Linked DNA regions of Danio rerio: region 1 is linked to region 2. The links are chromatin contacts, called in public Micro-C maps. All regions are on one chromosome and are shown on one strand. The core of a region is the stretch at or near the end of the contact, and the rest is flanking DNA. Distances in the headings are between cores, read along the strand shown.

Region 1 (3,574 bases), core at 489-2,988, 150 kb before region 2:
TTTGGCTTAACTTGCTCGCCAATATCTTCTGCATAGCCCTCTATCTGTTAAATGACAGTATTTACATTTTTAAAAATTCAAAGATTCTTTTACAAGATTTAGTCATTTAATTTTAGTTTGCTTTATTTGTAGCTCAGCAATAAAACTAACAAAGTAAAGCTGCAAGCAGCGATGAATGGGACTTTGCTCTAACAAAAAATGTTACGTCAAATTAGAAATGACAGTCTGTTTAAGGCATTCACCCCAACCCTCTCCATCATTCTCACTATCCAGTAAGTTAGGATGATTGCCAAATCAAAGGTTACAATTGGCCACGAGCCCCACTTTGAGTATATCTAATCTATTCATTATGTAAACATCAAGATAACATTTCTTTAAATTTTTGTATAAAAATGGCCATTTATAGAATTTTTACTTTTCCCGAAAATACAATTAGTAAGAATAACAAATGTTTTCAATGTTTGTTGTGATTGAATATTGAGGTCATTCTGCCAAATATCGATTTCTTAAAACATCTGGATTAAATACATTTTCGTATCTAAAAATTAATATTACAGTGTCTGAAAAGATGGCACCAATGTTATGTTATGCCAAAAAGAGATATAGATTACAAACAAACCAAATAACAGCAGTTTCTGTAAATCTCTATTGGCAAATGAATAGAGAAAGTACTTCTTGCTTTTTGAATTGCTGGTTTTTTTTTTTTTTCCCATTCTTTAGTCACTTGGATACTTTTATTTGTTGGACACATCCAATCATTCCAGGAATCTGAAATAACGCGTTTCTTTAGTAATACTTTTGTAATAACACCAATAATTTATATAACTGCATTTCTTGTTGCTAGCATCACTATATATCGGTAATGTCACACATTTTACTTTACCTAAGGGCTATCCAAAACAAGCGGTGCCCTAACTTTTTCTTACAAACGGCCAAAACCCAAACTTGATTGAGGCTAGTGGGTCGATCGAAGGTAAATATAGTTTCCATGACTTTTTGAATTGTCTTTTGTTTATTTATTAATTTTTCGTATGACTATAACTTGTTGCTCAAATCACTATATATTGGTAATATCACACATTTACCGAGGGGTTAACGTTATCCTAAACATTTTCATGGGACAGCAGCACACACAACTGTATTCTCATTAACGTTACAGACAGTAAACGAGTTAAGAACGCCTAAACACTAGTACCGGCTAAAGTTAATATTGCAATTACAAACAAAAGTCTCCATTTACAGACAGAACAATTTCATTTTGGAGAATTAAAACATGTTGGTGTTTGTCCATCACCTTTAGGTTCTGTAACTCTTTTCAGAAGACACAGTAGCCCGGCCACCTGCGTTCATAATGCAAGGCAAAACCGACACAATTTGCGAAGGTTGATTAATAGCGATTGTTGTCAATTACTTTTGATTGATATCCTTTCTACGTTTCTGACTGGCTAAACGAAAAGTCAGTTAAATTCATACCTGCGTATCATTGGTTCGCCTCATTATTTTGATAGCCTCACAACCCCCGCCTCTCTACTAAAAACTCGACAACCCATTGGTCAAACATATATCCTTCAACTGTCATAGAAAAACGACGTCTTTTCATTAGTCAGAACAAATGTCAATCAGGCAAAAGCTGTTTTCTGATTGGTTATCACTTTTAGCTCTAGATGATTGACAAGTAACCTGATTGGCCAGTAGACCCCGGTGGGGCGGTATCTTTTGTGGGCTCTTCAAGGCTTCACGGAGAGTGAATGTCGTCATGAGCGGTGGGTAGGAATTATAACGTTGATGTTTATATTACAATGTTACTTTCTTAAACATTTTCACGAGCGAACGGACCGATATATGTTAAATATCGTAGCTCGCACGCATGAGTTTTTTTAATCAAACGTAGCACTGCGATTCAAATAAATGCACACTTCCGGAATCACTGTTCTTTTCCGCAGCGAAGAGTTTATCTGGCTAGTTAGCACTTTAGCATGCTAAGCCAGCAGTTTCCTCCTCCATCAGCGCACTCTTGAGTCTGTCTGCACGCAGTCAGGATAACCCTTATAAAGCGGTCTGCATGCTCGTAAAAAAGTCGTAAACACGTGATCGACTGATTAAAAACTAAATATAAAATCAAACTGATGAGATATTTTAAAGCATTCAATTAGCATAGCTCAACCACTTGCAGGCTTCTGACGTTTTAGCTTGTTAGCGTTAGCAGCTTGCATCTTTTATCAAGCCACATAGTCATTAAAACATTTTTTTCTTCAGTGCTGTTGAAATTGTAGTGTAAAAACACACACGTTGGCTGTTAATGATACCGTCGGGATTTTCATACTGAGGAAAATAAATCAGAAATGAATGAAACGTTATGAGAACAAGTTTTAAATGTATCGAACTTGCAAAATATTTCCTATAAACTGTCTATAAAATTGATGTAATTGAAATACATGCACGCATTGAGTTTTTGTTCGCTTTCCAGTACATAAACATGTCGAGTTTGTTTTGTTCGCTTTGACAGCCGTCAGAAAGCATCATAACAGCAAGCGTTTGTTTTGGTTGTGACCGGAGATATTTGTCCACATATGGGGTCAGTTCAGGATGTTTACCATAGATGTGTATATACTAAAGCTGTGCATCTCAGTGCTAATTCTGGAATAGCCCAGCACTTGAGGACCAGGATTGAATATATTTTACACTGTGAAGTGCCACTGTGTGCTATTAGTGGACTGAGTTTTAAACCCTGCCTCGCTGAATCACTGCTCTCGGGGGTTTAGATTATCTCAGGTAACGCCTCCTTAGCTACACTTGTCCTAACTAAAAAAAGTGCATGCTGTTAGTGGTTATTTTATTTTGAACAAAAAAGTCAGAGCATTTGTTTTTTTTTCAGTTCTGTTCACGCACTTTTGATTGAAATGTTGTGGTGCTTTAAAAATTGTGCAAGCTACAGATTAATATGATCTCAAATGTCTTGGATTATTTTGTTCTCACAGTTGGAGAGTTTTGATCTTTTCATTGCATGAATAGATTTACCTTTGTCTTCTCACAGATCAAAAGGACAGTATGGCCACCACTGTCGCAGTCAGTCCCAGTGAATATCTTCAGCCCTCCACCACCACTTCTCAAGTAAGATCCCACGATTCTATATTTTGCTTTAAGGATGAACTGATATTAAATTATTTTTGAGGACAATAGTAAATTTCATATTTCTGCCAAAATTATGATTTTAAATATACAGAATATATTCTCCTGGTAAATTCTGATATATATATATATATATATATATATATATATATATATATATATATATAAATTATTTTTTTCCCCAATTTGTTTATCGGTAAGAAGAACACATTTCTAAAAATAATAATTTTAATTTAATAATTTCTAATAACTAATTTCTTTTGTCTTTGCCATGATGACAGTGCCTAATATTTCTTTGATTTAATTTTTTTAATTATTAGTATTCAGCTTCAAGTGTAATTTTAAGGCTTAATTAAGGTTAATCAGGTTACAAGGCAAGGATAATTAGGCAAATCAAAATGATGCTTTGTTCTGTAGACTATGAGAAAAATATTGTTTAAGGGGC
Region 2 (3,377 bases), core at 543-3,042:
TTTTACAATTGAATTGTATACAGACATGTTGTAAGCATTGAGTATTATACTGTTTATTTCACTTTGCATTAAAATTTCTGATTTAATTTTTGTCTGGTCTGGTTTTATAAATACATACACTATTACAATACACTGTTTTTATATCTCTGTTATTGTTACTACACCCACCTCTTACTGTTGATTTGTGTTTTGTGATTTGGTCCGAATGAGTGTATGGATGTTTCCCAGTGATGGGTTGCAGCTGGAATGGAATCCGCTGCGTAAAACATATGCTGGATAAATTGGTGGTTCATTCCACTGTGGCGACCCCAGATTAATAAAGGGACTAAGCTGAAAATAAAATGACTGAATGGACTTGGTCCAGCACTGTGGTCAAAAGCATTTTTCAAATATTGCTAAATGAACTTTTAGGTTAAACATTACTTTTACTTCAAGTTCGCACAAAAAAAAAAAAAAAAAAAATTACTCTTTACTCTTTAAGTTTTTTTTTTTTATTCTGTTGAACACAAAAGAAGCTACTTTGAAGACATTGTAAACCTGTAATTATTGACCTCTAGGAAAAACAAATATTATGGAAGTCAGTGGATACAGGTTTACAGCTTTTTTTTTTTTAAATATCATTTTTGTGTGTTAAATAGAAGATAGAAACTCAAACTGGTTTGGAATTGTAGGGTGAGTAAATGATGACAGAACAGTTTTGGGTGAACTTTCCGTTTAAGTATATTTTGGCGGCATGCTGCATACCTGTATTTTCACTTGTAATTTTGGAGTACTCTTTTACTTTAAAAAAACAAAACAAAAAAAAAAAACAAAAAAATATTCACATATGTAGTTTTAAAAAAAATCTAAGCACACATACAAACATTTGTAACGTAATTAACATCTCATTTGCCAAGAACTGACCAAACAAAATCACATATTTGTGCTAACAAGTAAACAATACTATTTGTAAACTTCAGAAACTCGTTATTAACATCACTAATTGCAATTAAAGGAAATTATTTTCAGAATGTTTTGAAATGTTGTTATTTACTCACACGTTATTCCACTCCCATGTGATATTTGTTCATCTTCAGAACACAAATGAAGGTATTCTAGATTAAATCAAAGCTCTACCATTCTCCATAGACAGCAATGGTCCTTAGAAGACAAGAAAATGATGTAAAACATTGTTAAAACATCTGATCAAGTGGCACCATTACTACATGAATTATGGTTGTGCTACAAACTCTTATAGCAATATGTCAAACTGTACCCTAATAAATGTTCTGCCTTAAAAATATTGGTGAAGAGTCATGTTTAGATATTTTGATTTTGGTAGACCCACTGAAGTCACATTGAAGTCTTTGACAATGTTCTTGCTTCCTTTCTGTTCTTTTCTGAGAACTATTTTTTAAATTATAATAAACAAACTTGGAAAATTGGCTTTGCCAAAACGTTGTTAAAACACAAATTCCTTTAACCATGGTTATACAAATTATATTATTGGCACAAAAAATAATTACTGCATTTATATTTTAATAAAACCATTGTTTCATTTGATAAGAGAGTTGCTTTTGTTACAAGTGCCTATGTTACCCTAAATCATTTATTTAATTAAAAAATATGGCAGATTGACTTTTAACGACATTGTTTTTGTTTGTTTTGTAACAATAAACTGCTATAACGTTTTGGCTTTTTTAACTTTACAAGAGAAAGAGCTTATCCATGTAGTTACCCTAACGTACAGGTCTCACTTTCCGGTTGCATTCGGTTTTTTTCGGCCTCCTGCCTCCATTTTGTACCGACTGCGGGATTTCCGGGATTCCATTGAACTGGGTTCGCTGAAGCCCAGCGGTCTGTCGTGAAACAACATCGCCCCAATTCACAGGGCAGCAATGTTAATGTCAACAAGCGATAAGGTTCTGTAAATCTTTGCCTTTCGTGCTTTCATTTCTCGCCGTGGACGGTTTGTAACAACTTTAGAGAGTTGGCAGAAACCAGCCGTCAATATGACAGCGCACCACTGTAAGCTCTCGCCCGACTAACTTAACGTTAGTTAACTAACTTTCCCGTGTTTATTCGGTGACCGGATAGGCAGAAGAAGATCATCGGCTGAAGAACAGACGGTTACTGTGTGACATTAATGTTGTTTGGGATAAGATATCAGTCACATCGCGACCGACAGGTAAGCTTGCCGACGTATTTACGTTACAGATAGTGACTAATATTATTAATATAGTTGTTATAGCTCCTTACACATATTGTACAAGAAGCGCAAGTGACTTTGTGAAAAGTTTTTTGAATTCGTGTGTTTCGCTTGGGTTGTTTATTAATCAACGAGTCCTTTGACCGGGTTTGAGAACCGATTCTTTCAAAAGATTCGACTCAAAAGAACCGTTCGTTCATGGATCACAATAATGTGCTTTTGAAGACATTCCTATTGTCCTAAAACTTTTGGTTTTGCCTTCTATACACACATGTAATTGATTTAACTAGTTCAGGATGTTTGTGGCATGACAGGTATGGTCACAGACAGTCTGTTTAAATATTTAGACACGAAGATGGTCAGACACGTCATGTTCACAAGCTGAGCTCTGAATTTTTCACTTCCTTGTTTTAGACTCACGACAAAGAAAGAGTTGAAAACTACGAAAACACTGGTCTGGTGTGACACCAGTTAATATTAAGTATACTTATTTTAATGATTATGTTCTTCAAATAGTTCTGTTATTGTATTATGCATTCAGACGCATCTGTTAAGGCCAAACAAGAAATAACCCTCTATGTTTTTCAGACGTATTCGACACATACATTATTCAACGTATAAAACACATTTAAATTGCTAATATACAGTATGCTCTCTATTATATTTAATTTATACATAACATTTTTATCCAGAAGACCAAAATGTTTGTTCAGCTTTAAGATAGTTTCTTTATACCTGCAAAAGCAGACTATTTGTTTAAAATACATGTAGAGTTGCATAGTAATAGTAATAGAAATAATGATAGTGATGAATTAGAGATGCACAAAAACATTAAAATAAATGATTTGCAGATATTAAAATCTCAGTTGCTTTATTCTAGTTTTAATCTAAAAAATATTACTCTAGAATGTAACATTTTAAAGGATTTTACTGCATAAGACATATTCCATGACTGAATGATAACTTGCTAAAGTATTTTAAAACTATCAGTCAGATGACAGAATGCATTGAAGTTTGTCTACAGCACATTTTTCTGCTGTATCTTTAGTAAAAGCAAGGCCATAAAATTTTGCATATTAAATTTGATACTTTTATAGGGTGAAAAACTATCTGTGATGAGACTATTTACATGTGGCAAAGAAAAATCTAAATCAAATTTCATAATTGTGAATGTGAAATGTGTCAATAA

The links. A called contact is a pair of places that touch in the nucleus more often than the background predicts.
Region 1: a contact with region 2 is called in a Micro-C map of caudal fin, with 5 times the contacts expected there. The contact joins the promoter of sp2 here to the promoter of wipf2a in region 2. A contact is called at or near these places in 2 of 18 Hi-C or Micro-C datasets (caudal fin and an unstated tissue).

The regions. Positions count from the first base shown.
Region 1 is chr11:12,479,191-12,482,764 of GRCz12tu, reverse strand. sp2 (sp2 transcription factor) reads left to right here and starts at 1,738. Exons shown (of 8, transcript NM_001099982.2): 1 at 1,738-1,763; 2 at 3,035-3,111. The coding sequence starts at 1,757. gpr179 (G protein-coupled receptor 179) reads right to left here and starts at 1,360. Exons shown (of 13, transcript XM_073916481.1): 1 at 1,295-1,360.
Region 2 is chr11:12,329,311-12,332,687 of GRCz12tu, reverse strand. It overlaps wipf2a (WAS/WASL interacting protein family, member 2a), which reads left to right and starts at 1,792. Exons shown (of 8, transcript XM_005155759.6): 1 at 1,792-2,167. LOC141376560 (a long non-coding RNA gene) reads right to left here and starts at 2,343. Exons shown (of 2, transcript XR_012387068.1): 1 at 1,718-2,343; 2 at 1-1,140. si:ch211-69b7.6 reads left to right here. Exons shown (of 6, transcript XM_679489.10): 6 at 1-86.